2 separate regions of the Triticum aestivum genome follow, and region 1 is linked to region 2. The links are chromatin contacts, called in public Hi-C maps. All regions are on one chromosome and are shown on one strand. The core of a region is the stretch at or near the end of the contact, and the rest is flanking DNA. Distances in the headings are between cores, read along the strand shown. Region 1 has its middle 45 kb from the start of LOC123182912. Region 2 holds the start of LOC123182912 (AP2/ERF and B3 domain-containing protein Os05g0549800).

Region 1 (5,870 bases), core at 2,333-4,832, 46 kb after region 2:
TATGCAAATTCTAGTCTTGCGATCTACTGTTTTGATAAATTCGGTACTAGTATGTTGGCATGCTTTTTCTGTGAATAAAGGTTGTTTCTCCTGGACCACACTGTTTCAAAAGTTCTAGCTATGCCACTGATCCCAACCACTAAGGTTTAAATCCGTTACTAACATTTGCACACACCCCAGGTGGCATGAGCACAGGAATTCACCGCGATTGACAGATTTATTGACGGTCAATATTTTTATCATTTTTGTTTTGGTAACTATGATTTGGTGCCGCACTCATGCGTATGTATGTGTTTGCCTATATCTTTATTGTAATAACAAAAACGGAAAAATTGCCGTGTATTCTTTTTTACTACGACATCATGCATGCATGCATTATTTGTGTTCTCTGAATGCAGGTGGTCTCATACAAGGGTTGTTTGTTCGTTCTCGGTCGTGCGCATCAAAAACAAGAAGTGCTGCAATGATGATAAAAAAGTATTCGTTCCTTGCGAAATTTTGGCACCTGACGAGAACAGCGGAATGTTCACCGGATTTGAGACTTTGACAAGTACGAAAATGTAGAAAAGGATATACCAATAATGCTCTGGTTGGATGGAATCTACGGCGCACGCTCGCCGCCGGTTTCTATCTAGATTAAAAGTGTACGACGTCCTCCTAGTTGACAACGACGATGGTAGCCGCATATGTACTCCGATGCAGGAAGGAAGAGACAGGAGCGAGCAAACTATGGGTAAGCCCGGCAGCATGCGCAGGCCGTGGTTTGTGACCAGGTTCACCGGCCGGCCGACTAACTGCACCTATCTCTCTTCTATCCATCCAGGCGGCCGACTAACTGCACCTATCTCTCTTCTATCCATCCAGGCCGAAATTAACAGATAAACTACGCCGCCCTTTGTACAGGAGAAGGCGCCCACACGGCTCTCGCTTCAAAGATAACGTATATCCATCTCGATCGATCAGATGCTCGTGTAGCTCCGTTTCGACCGGTAGAAGAGTATGCCTGTCTCCATCCATGGATCAAATATATACGTATTTCCTACACCATCCGATTCAAAATAAGTGTCACGGTTTTAGATCAAATTAGAACTAAAACCACGACATTTATTTTGGATCCGAGGGAGTACATCACTAATTATATCGGTGGTTTATAAACATGAGCGAACTCTGCATAACTCAGATGGTTAGCTTCCTTTTTCATAGAGCTAGCCCATCAGAATTGAAGTTCTAAACTTGACACTGATCCTCTCTGAATTTATTTATTTCAGAATTTTCGGTGATGTTCGTTTAGTGGGGGAAGAATGAGTGTATGTGCGTGTTTGTGGGAATCTTCGATTATACCATGTTTAAAAGAAGTGCAGAAACATGCAGCGCAAAAAAAAGGGCCTTTGCGAACCCAATTAAAAACCTTCAGCATCCGCATCAGAATTGAAGTCCTAAATTTGTTTGTGCTTTCAATCTGCAGACGACCCAAGCAAACCATCCGCATCTGTTGTAATTTCGATTTGCCCACAATCCAAGCAAAACAGTCACGAGCGATGTGCATACACAAAGGTGACGGTTGTGTACACACATGCGCGAGAACAATCGTAGATCTAAAACAAAAGTCGCCGGCCGGTAGGGGCATTGTCGGTCGCCGGAGCACCTTGTCGTCGTGGATCCGTCGGATATGCAAGCTGTCGTAGACGTGGTGGTGTCCATAGAGTAGGAGGGGCGTGAACACCGACGTGGGGAGCAGCAGCAACACTGCCAGCCGGTCCAGGTGCGGCCATGGAACCGCCTGATGCAAACGTGCAACGCAAACAATAAAAGGGCCTCTCAAATATTTGCCACATCATACTTAGGTCATATCATGACACGTCGGAATGTTTTATGTTTCTTAGACTTCATTTACATTTTTAGAATTAACAAATCATTAAACTTCATGCTTATGGTTTGACTCTTGCCATAGTGATCTTTGATATTTCTTGCCATTTCTTGTATAATGCATTCAAATATACTCAATATGCTAAATATGATTATTCAAATCATTTTAGTGTACTGTTTAAACTACTCGTATTTCAAAATTGAATTGTACTCAATCAATGTCTAGAAATGCACTCAATGGCTTAAATATAGCAAATAAACCCCCAAAAATGCCAAATTTGAAAGTGACTGATAATATGGTATATGGTGAGTGTAGTAAAAAATATCAAGGTCAAATGATGAAGCAAATGTCAACTCCCCTTCAAAGCTGACACAGTCATCCTCGGAGATGGCTCGGTCTCTAGAGAGTTTACATAAAAAAATCGAACCTTCTCATCATCCGGAGGTCATATCATGACATCATGCGAGGTTTCATGTTTTTCAGACTTCATTTACATTTTTAATAACTAAAAGACGAATAAACTTCATGTTTGTGGTTGACTCTTGCCACAAAGGTCTTTGAGAATTTTTTTTTCCTTTTCTTGTATAAGGTGTGCAAATATAGTCAAGACCCTGAATATGATTTTCCAAAACATTTTTGTGCAGTGTTTAATGTACTCATAGTTCAAATTTGAATTATATCCATTAAATGCCTAGAAATGCACTGAATGACTTAGATATAGCAACCGAACCAGAAAAGTGTCAAATTTGAACATAAATGATGATAGGTTGTATGTTGAGTGTAACAAAGAATTCAAGATCAAACGATGAAGCATATGTCAACTCCCCTCAAAACTGGCGCAATCACTCTAAGAATCCAATTCATCCTCGGAGATGGTTTGATTTCTAAAAATGGACTCCCTCCTTCCCCAAATGTAAGGCGTGATTGACTTTACACGGTCTTTGACGCACGACTTTGACTACAAATATATATCAAAGTACATGGATTAAACACATACAATGGCATCGTCGTAATTGTCTTGCAAAACAATTTTAGTTCATATGTTCGTATATTAATTTTATAGACATGGAATACATGTAAATCACAGTCAAAGTTGTGCAACGAAGACCAAAAAAGTCAATCGGCGCCTTATATTTTAGGAAGGAGGGAGTACATCTTTAGCCATTCACCCAGCTGATAAAACTGTGGCAAGAGAAGGACTAACGGACGCGCCCTTTTACTTCAAAACGCAAGGGAAACGGATGGAAGATGCTTTGGATATGCTGCAGTTGCACGCACGCACACCTGTTGTACATCTGAACAACCACGACCTGCATGCCAACAGCAACAGGCACACATACGTCCATACATCGAAAGGCGAAGAAGCACGTGATATGGTCCACACGTATGTACCTCTTGCACATGTCGACGCGTCCCAAGTATTCCCTTTTGTTAGGTAGTCACCGCCAGTGTCAGATCGAGAACGAATATAATGTGTTAGGGGGAGTAGTAGTAAGTACGATGGTGAGAGTGGAGCAGGATCCATCGATGCCATTGCTAGCTAACTTCACATGCTAGGTGATGAGTACTAGATCGACGGCAAGTAGCTAGGCACCTCACGGTTCATTCTTGGAAGTTTCTCCCGGCGACGACGACCGCGTCATGTATACACACGGCGGCGACCCGACCCGACACACGCAGCACGTCGATCCAGAGGTGCGGGGACAGCTAGCTCGCCCGACTTCGGCGACCGTTGACAAACTAGAGCATAGGACACTACTAGTAACTTACTAGTAGCTTTCAATCTCAGCACGTTGAAAATCGGAACATATATACGAGCAGATCAGGATTCAGAGATCAGAGTCAGGGGACCCTGCAGTTAAGTTGGCAACTGTGGCCGCGGTTGGAACGCTGCACATGACATGGATGACACGCCCGGATGCTGTAATGGAAGTTGCATCTTAGATATACACATGCATGCTTGGCTCGTTCGACGATCGCAACGACGAAGATCATAATACCGCAATACCACGAGAGTGAACCCAGTATACTGCTGCATGCTGCCCAGCTCCTCCAAGGTCTGCAATTTTGACGAGTCAACCTTCCATCGCGTTGCAGGTCCCGGCTAGCTCCGTGGGTGGCTCACATCCACGTACGCTCACGGTTTTGTGAGAGACAGCGAGCTAGGATTGAGGACTGATATTCGAGCGAGATGATTTCGCTGTGGCTCACGTGTAAATGTTTTTTATAATTGATTTGTATGACCTCTACACGGTTTCTACTAGCCGGATCAACAAGCAACCCAGCTGGTTTTGCACCACCTCACTTTCCTCCATCAACAACATCAGATTGCTCCCAGCCTGAGAGGAGAGCTGTTGCCGCCCATCTTCCTGTTTCCATGCCGTCCTAAACAGATGACGGAACCGATCCGTTTTCTCAGAGCTGGTTTGACAGTGACCCTCTCATCTCATGTGCTGTCGGCAGATAATTATTGGATAGCGTTACAGCTTAACACCTAGCGGTCGAGCACAAAAGTGCGCACGCTGAGGGACATCCACGGAATCGAATCCTGTTATATACCTACCGCCCATCAGCACGCATCAGCATTCAGAAACAAAAGGCTACTCTGCTCCATGCTGATTTTTTTTCGAAAGGGGGGCAAAAGATTTGCCTCATTCATTAAATAAGAGAGAAGAGTTTTAGAGTGCTACAAATGACCCACATGCCCGGCATGGCAACTACTCGCGCACAAGAATACACCCCGGTTTTTTAGCTCCCGCGAGAACCCAAAGCTTGACGTCGTTGATGATAGCACGGAGAAGGACCGGAGGCGGCGCGCTCTTGCGTCGGAAGACCCGAGCATTACGCTTGTTCCAGATTGTCCAAGAGACAAGCATTGTAAGCGAGGCCAAGGCTCGTTGGTTTGGGTTTTGCAAGCAGGTTCGCTTTTCCCATCATTCCAAAACGGATCCATCCAAGTGCCAAGAGGAGGTGTCCATGTGCGCTAGACCAAATTCAAGGATGACCGAGTTCCATAGCCTTATGGTGTAGCGGCATTTATAGAAGAGGTGCGCACCCGTCTCGCCAACACATTTGCAAAGCGGGCATAGTCCACAGTTTTGCCAACCGCCCCGCTCCAATCTGTCGGCTGTCCAAATCCGGTCTTGGATAGCCAACCAAGCAAAAATCTTGATCTTAGGAGGGGCCCAAGCCTTCGAGATCATAAAATCCATGGGCGAAAGTGTCAGTCCAAGAAACTGAGCCTTGTAGGCGGTGGCCGCGGAGTAGGACCCGTCGTTGGCGTGTTTCCAAATAATGTCATCGTCAGCTTGTTGATCCAAGTGTAGGTCATGCACAAGCGTCCATAACGTGAAGAATTGGAGGATGTGGGCACCGGAGACGACGGTGTTGCGACCGATCTTAAGAATCCAAGCATTTCCATGGAGGGCCTCACGCACCTTCCAATTCTTGCGCGTCGAGGCCTCATAAATCAAAAGGGCAATGTCCTTCGGTTTCCACCCAAGAACCCATGGGGAATCCCAAAAAGGTGTTTTGGCACCGTTGCCCGAAACGATGGTCGTTGAGGCATAGAAGAGATCCATGTCCTCCTCCGTGCAAGGGTTCCCAAGCCCCACCCAAAGCTTGTTTGGCTCCTTCCATTCATACCATGGCCACCTAAGACGTAAGGCCCGAGCAAACTTGTCAGTGTCTAGAACCCCAAGGCCTCCATACTCCTTGGGGCGGCAAACCACCTTCCAATTCACCTTACATTTGGCACCGGTCGTCTTATCCGATCCAGACCAAAGGAAAGCCCTCTCCAATTTGTTGATGTTGTGAAGAGAGCGTGGTGGCACGATGAGAGGTGTGATGGCATACACTGCTTGGGAGGCAATAACCGATCTGACAAGTGTCGTGCGCCCAATGGTGGTGATGTTTTGGCGGTCCCAGGTGGCAAGCTTGCCGGCCGCCTTATCCTCAAGGTATTAGAAATCCACAGTCTTGAGCTGCCAGACCGAGAGTGGGA
Region 2 (5,132 bases), core at 49-2,548:
TTTGTAATCTATGAGTTCCATGGCATGGGGTGAATAGTCAAGTAAAAGATCGATAAATATCAAATAGGGATCAACAAAGCAATCGACCGATGCGGACATGCATACCCATGGATCTAGAACTTCCAGAAAATTCTACGGCACCATCGGCGTCACCGTTTACTATGAGAGACCGGCACACAACAACGTATTGCCTGCTTGGTGCATAAGCGCCAAAACAGAAATGGGTCAGCAGCTAGCTCAGCTCCCACACATTTGCTCATCCACTTGTAGGCGTTACCAGGAGGAGGAGGAGATGCGTTACCTGGCGTGCTACTACTTTTCTTGCTCCCAAACAAAGTTAAAACTAGAAGGCAACAAAAGGAAATGCAGGGATGGCACTCTAGTTTCCCACGCAACCGTACCATACCATACCGTGTGCGTAGCACTTTGAGTTCATCATCATCTTCATCGTTGTCTTCCATCTTCTTTCTTTTTTTTCCTTTCACATAAAATATCTACTAGTTGACCCACACCAAGGCGTATATACGAGCATCTATACACGCATACACTCACCCCTACGATCGCACACACCCACCCTACCCCTATGAGCACCTCCAATAGACTGAGCCGGTATATCATCTTCAGATTTTACAAAATCATCGTAGGCGGCTCGTAGTCAACGGGAACGTCTCTTCCCACTGAACGCGCATCACCGGAAATTCAGAATTAAATCCAGTAATAAAGGCAAGCACCAGAGCTAAGGATATACCAATGTCCTCGCCTATATAAATATCTGACAGGTGTGGCTAGATTTCAGTCGACTGAGACATAATCAAATCTCAGTCAAGTGATAAATATATAAGAAGAAAAAAGAACACCCCCCCCCCCCCCCCTTCCCCCAAAAAATTACGAATCCTCATGCAAGATCAAAGGAATATAGTATCGACCGAGGCGTAACGAAGTTTCAGTCAACCGAGACTTAACAAAATTGATAACTAATACTAAAAGAATGGAATCGTGTCCAAAATATAAATTTAAAACAATACTAATATCTACTATGCAAGTATAAAACAACACAATCATGTATGCATAAAAAAAAAGAAACAACGGCATGGACTATATGCATGTGTTATCTACTACACACATCTATGAAAGACAAAAACAAAACCATAAGCCCATGTGTAGAAATAGTATATAGAGATAAAACAATAGAATATGGTGTGGTTGATGTATGCACCACCTAGCTTAGCCACACTCACACTCACCTCCTCGATCCTCTATATAACACACGCACTTGCCTCTGCTGCTCCTCTACCTACCTACTGCCTCCATTCCCACCACAGCTAGCTTCAGCATTTAGCTAAGCTCTAGTTCTCTCCCGAGCTAAGCATCTTCTTGATTTCTCGGTGATCTTGATTTCTCCGTGATCGGATTCGGATGGACAGCGCGAGAAGTTGCCTCGTGGACGACGTGAGCAGCGGCGCGTCCACGGGGAAGAAGGCGTCTCCGGCGCCGGCAGCGCCGGCGGCCAAGCCGCTGCAGCGCGTGGGCAGCGGGGCCAGCGCGGTCATGGACGCGCCGGAGCCCGGCGCGGAGGCGGACTCCGGCCGCATCGGCAGGCTGCCGTCCTCCAAGTACAAGGGCGTGGTGCCGCAGCCCAACGGGCGGTGGGGCGCGCAGATCTACGAGCGCCACCAGCGCGTCTGGCTCGGCACGTTCACGGGGGAGGCCGAGGCTGCGCGCGCCTACGACGCGGCGGCGCAGCGCTTTCGCGGCCGCGATGCAGTCACCAACTTCCGCCCGCTCGCCGAGTCCGACCCGGAGGACGCCGCCGAGCTCCGCTTCCTCGCCGGCCGCTCCAAAGCCGAGGTCGTCGACATGCTGCGCAAGCACACCTACCCCGACGAGCTCGCTCAGTACAAGCGCGCTTACTTCGTCGCCGCTGCGGCGTCCTCCCCTACATCGTCCTCGTTGCCTCCCGCCTCGTCGCCCTCTTCGGCGGCTGCACACTCGCCGGCGGCGCGGCGCGAGCACCTGTTCGACAAGACGGTCACGCCCAGCGACGTGGGGAAGCTGAACCGGCTGGTGATACCGAAGCAGCACGCCGAGAAGCACTTCCCTCTCCAGCTTCCTTCCGCCGGCGCCGCCGTGTCCGGCGAGTGCAAGGGCATGCTGCTCAACTTCGACGACGCGGCCGGCAAGGTGTGGAGGTTCCGGTACTCGTACTGGAACAGCAGCCAGAGCTACGTGCTCACCAAGGGGTGGAGCCGCTTCGTCAAGGAGAAGGGCCTGCACGCGGGCGACGCCGTCGGGTTCTACCGCTCCGCCTCCGGCAACAACCAGCTCTTCATCGAGTGCAAGCTGCGGTCCAAGACCACGACGACGACGACGACCTTCGTCAACGCGGCGGCCGCCGCGTCGCCTGCACCGGTGATGAGGACCGTGCGACTCTTTGGCGTCGACCTTCTCACGGCGCCGGCGCCGAGTCACGCGCCCGAGCACGAGGACTGCAGCATGGTGCCCAAGACATACAAGAGATCCATGGACACCAGCGCAGCGCCCACTCCGGCGCACGCGGTCTGGAAGAAGCAGTGCATAGACTTCGCGCTGACCTAGCTAGCTAGCGTTTTCCCTCCATGGTTGCTTTGCTTGCTTCCAAATTTCCATGGCAGTAGCTTAGAGCTCTTGATCGATCCAAGTGTTTGCCTTTTTTTTTCCTCTTCTTCTCATACACAAGTCAGCTCTAAATCTAGTCTTCTTTAATTATTCTACTGTAAATTAAGCCCGTTCTCGAAATGGCAAGTGTACACCGAAGAAATGCTACCAATTATGCCCTAGATATCTCTGAAGAGAGAGAGAGAGAGATCTGGATGACTACTCCATGCAGAAGCTAGCAATATGTTATGCATATTTGGAGCTTTTCATCTAGCTATCCCCTTCGTCTCCCAAACTGCGATGCAAGGAGACGTCGGTTTCGCGGCTACATGTCGCGATTTGACTCTCTCGTTTTGGTGCCCTTTCTCATGTCATGTGGGTTGAGAGGACTGCGACGCGTGCTACAGGCGACGGTCCAGGCCAGGTGCATGCATGTGGCGCAGCCGCAAGCGCAGAAAGGCTCCGGGAGTTATCTGATCCCCGGCCCATAATTGTATGCATGCATATGCACCTCACCTGGCCATGAGATGATATGGCCAATGGCGATGGATGTGATACGCTCGATCTGTATATGCTATACTTAGCAACAGCAAGAAACTAAAGTGGGCACTGGTACTGTGTGTATGTGACAGGTGGGAGAGAGATGGGGCTAGCAGCTAGCTAGCAACAGGGGAATAATGTTAGGGAAACATTATTGTGGCAAGCTACGTGCTTGTCTATTCGTCCGTTCGTTCGAAATTTTCCTAGATCTATGATTATCAAAGGGTCAAAAATTTCAACGAAATTTCTGAAATTTTGCATATTTCAGTGGGGTCCAAAATATTTTTAGCCCAGAAAGTCAGAGCAGATTCAAATTAATTTCAGAATAAATTTAAATAGATTAAAATTAAGTGAAAATTGTAATTTTAAAATACAAAATAATTTCTGTAATATGCAAATTTCACATATTTCAGAAGCTCCAAAATTGGTTTGTTCTCGAAATTGAAAAGCTCAACAAATGATCCCATTTCATACAAACTTACAAACTAAAATCATACTACTGTAAAACTAATGTCGCACAACACTAATGGAAACTTCAGTTGTTAGTGATGTGCGAGCATAGATGAATGAGATCTTACAAAATTCCACGCAACTGCAAATTACCAAAAATCTTATTGTAATGTTGATTAAGCGGGGCATTGAGAAAATTCAGTTGAAACTATGTGATTAAATACCACCATGGAAGGTTGTGTGTTCGATCATGTCAAATTAAGTTGTGGAATATTGACCATTGGTTTCAAAAATTGAAGTTTCTATATTATTGAAACTGTTAGTTGAGAATCACCTCTTGGTAGGGTGATGGTGATAGCGTTTTGTAAGTGACTCCACCTAGTGCCCAAGGTGGTCCACGGACCATCCGTGGATTTTGCGACCGGTTCATATACTTCAGCCCAGAAAAAAGTACAACACATGACTCAAATTGGACTCGAAGAATAGTATGATCCATGCTCCCTGATCGTGTCGTAGTACGACAGTATGATCCGAATTGAACAACGGTGTAATATTGCCATTCTCAGTTCCTCCCTAATAGTAGCCGACAAAGAGCTGAGTGGCACGAAAGACTGTCAGTGGCGTGTGGTAGGCGAAGGTAGGCAATGCACGATTGGCCGATGCGGAAGCGCCAAAGGCACGAATGCTTTTCATCTCCTTCGAAGTATTCAGTTGCTTTTTCTTTATGCAAATTCTTGTCTTTGGATTGGCGATTTTTAAAAATTTGTACTAGTATGTTGGCATGTTTTTCTTGTCAAAAAATGTTGTGTTGACCGGACCACACTATTTCAAAATTCTGGCTATATACGCCAATGACTCCACCCAAGAAGGAGGTGATCCTCATTTTCTAAAAAATATCTGGCACTCAGATTTATACGCACCCCAGGTGGGCTCAACTTAGGAATTCAATGATATTCTAGGATCTATGATTGGTCAGTACCTTTGTAGCTATGGTTCATTGGCACACTTGTGTTTCTGTGCATTTCATTGTAATCGCAAAAAGAAAAATGGTCACCCGTGGTATTTAATCCCAACTTGACTACAAAATAGGAAACTTGTGTGTTCTTTTAGGGTGTGGTTAGGTCTCAATCGACTGAGATTTAACCGAGTCTTAGTCAAGTGACATAACATGAGACAAAGAAAAAAAATTAAAAAGAAATTTGTGCACGAATCTTAATGTGAGAGCTCACGGGTATAATATCGATTGAGACTTACAAATACTAAATGTGCCGCAATGTTAATCGATAAAGTTGATTCTTTCGTTGCGAATCTTGGCACCTGACCAGAACAACTAGCGGAATGTTCACCGGTTTTGAAGACTTTGACAAGAACGGAAATGTGGAAAAAGAGAGAGACCACTAGTACCCCAGTTGGATGGAATCTACGGCGCACGCACGCACGCCGGTTTCTAGAGTGTACAAAAGTGCACGACGTCCTACCTAGTTAATGACGATGATAGCCTCAATATA

Evidence for each region. A called contact is a pair of places that touch in the nucleus more often than the background predicts.
Region 1: a Hi-C map of leaf shows a contact between it and region 2, with 2.0 times the contacts expected there. The contact joins the enhancer-like site here to the promoter of LOC123182912 in region 2. A contact is called at or near these places in 2 of 5 Hi-C or Micro-C datasets (both in leaf).

Annotation. Positions count from the first base shown.
Region 1 is chr1D:457,349,584-457,355,453 of IWGSC CS RefSeq v2.1, forward strand. No RefSeq gene overlaps it. Among protein-coding and RNA genes, the nearest start is that of LOC123182912, 45 kb to the left of the region's middle. Within about 2 kb of position 3,583, at least 3 of the 8 cell types and tissues checked have an H3K27ac peak or open chromatin away from gene starts, as enhancers often do. A contact at or near this core is called in leaf, where this site is marked.
Region 2 is chr1D:457,305,959-457,311,090 of IWGSC CS RefSeq v2.1, forward strand. It overlaps LOC123182912 (AP2/ERF and B3 domain-containing protein Os05g0549800), which reads left to right and starts at 1,299. Exons shown (of 1, transcript XM_044595586.1): 1 at 1,299-2,818. The coding sequence starts at 1,417. The coding sequence ends at 2,595.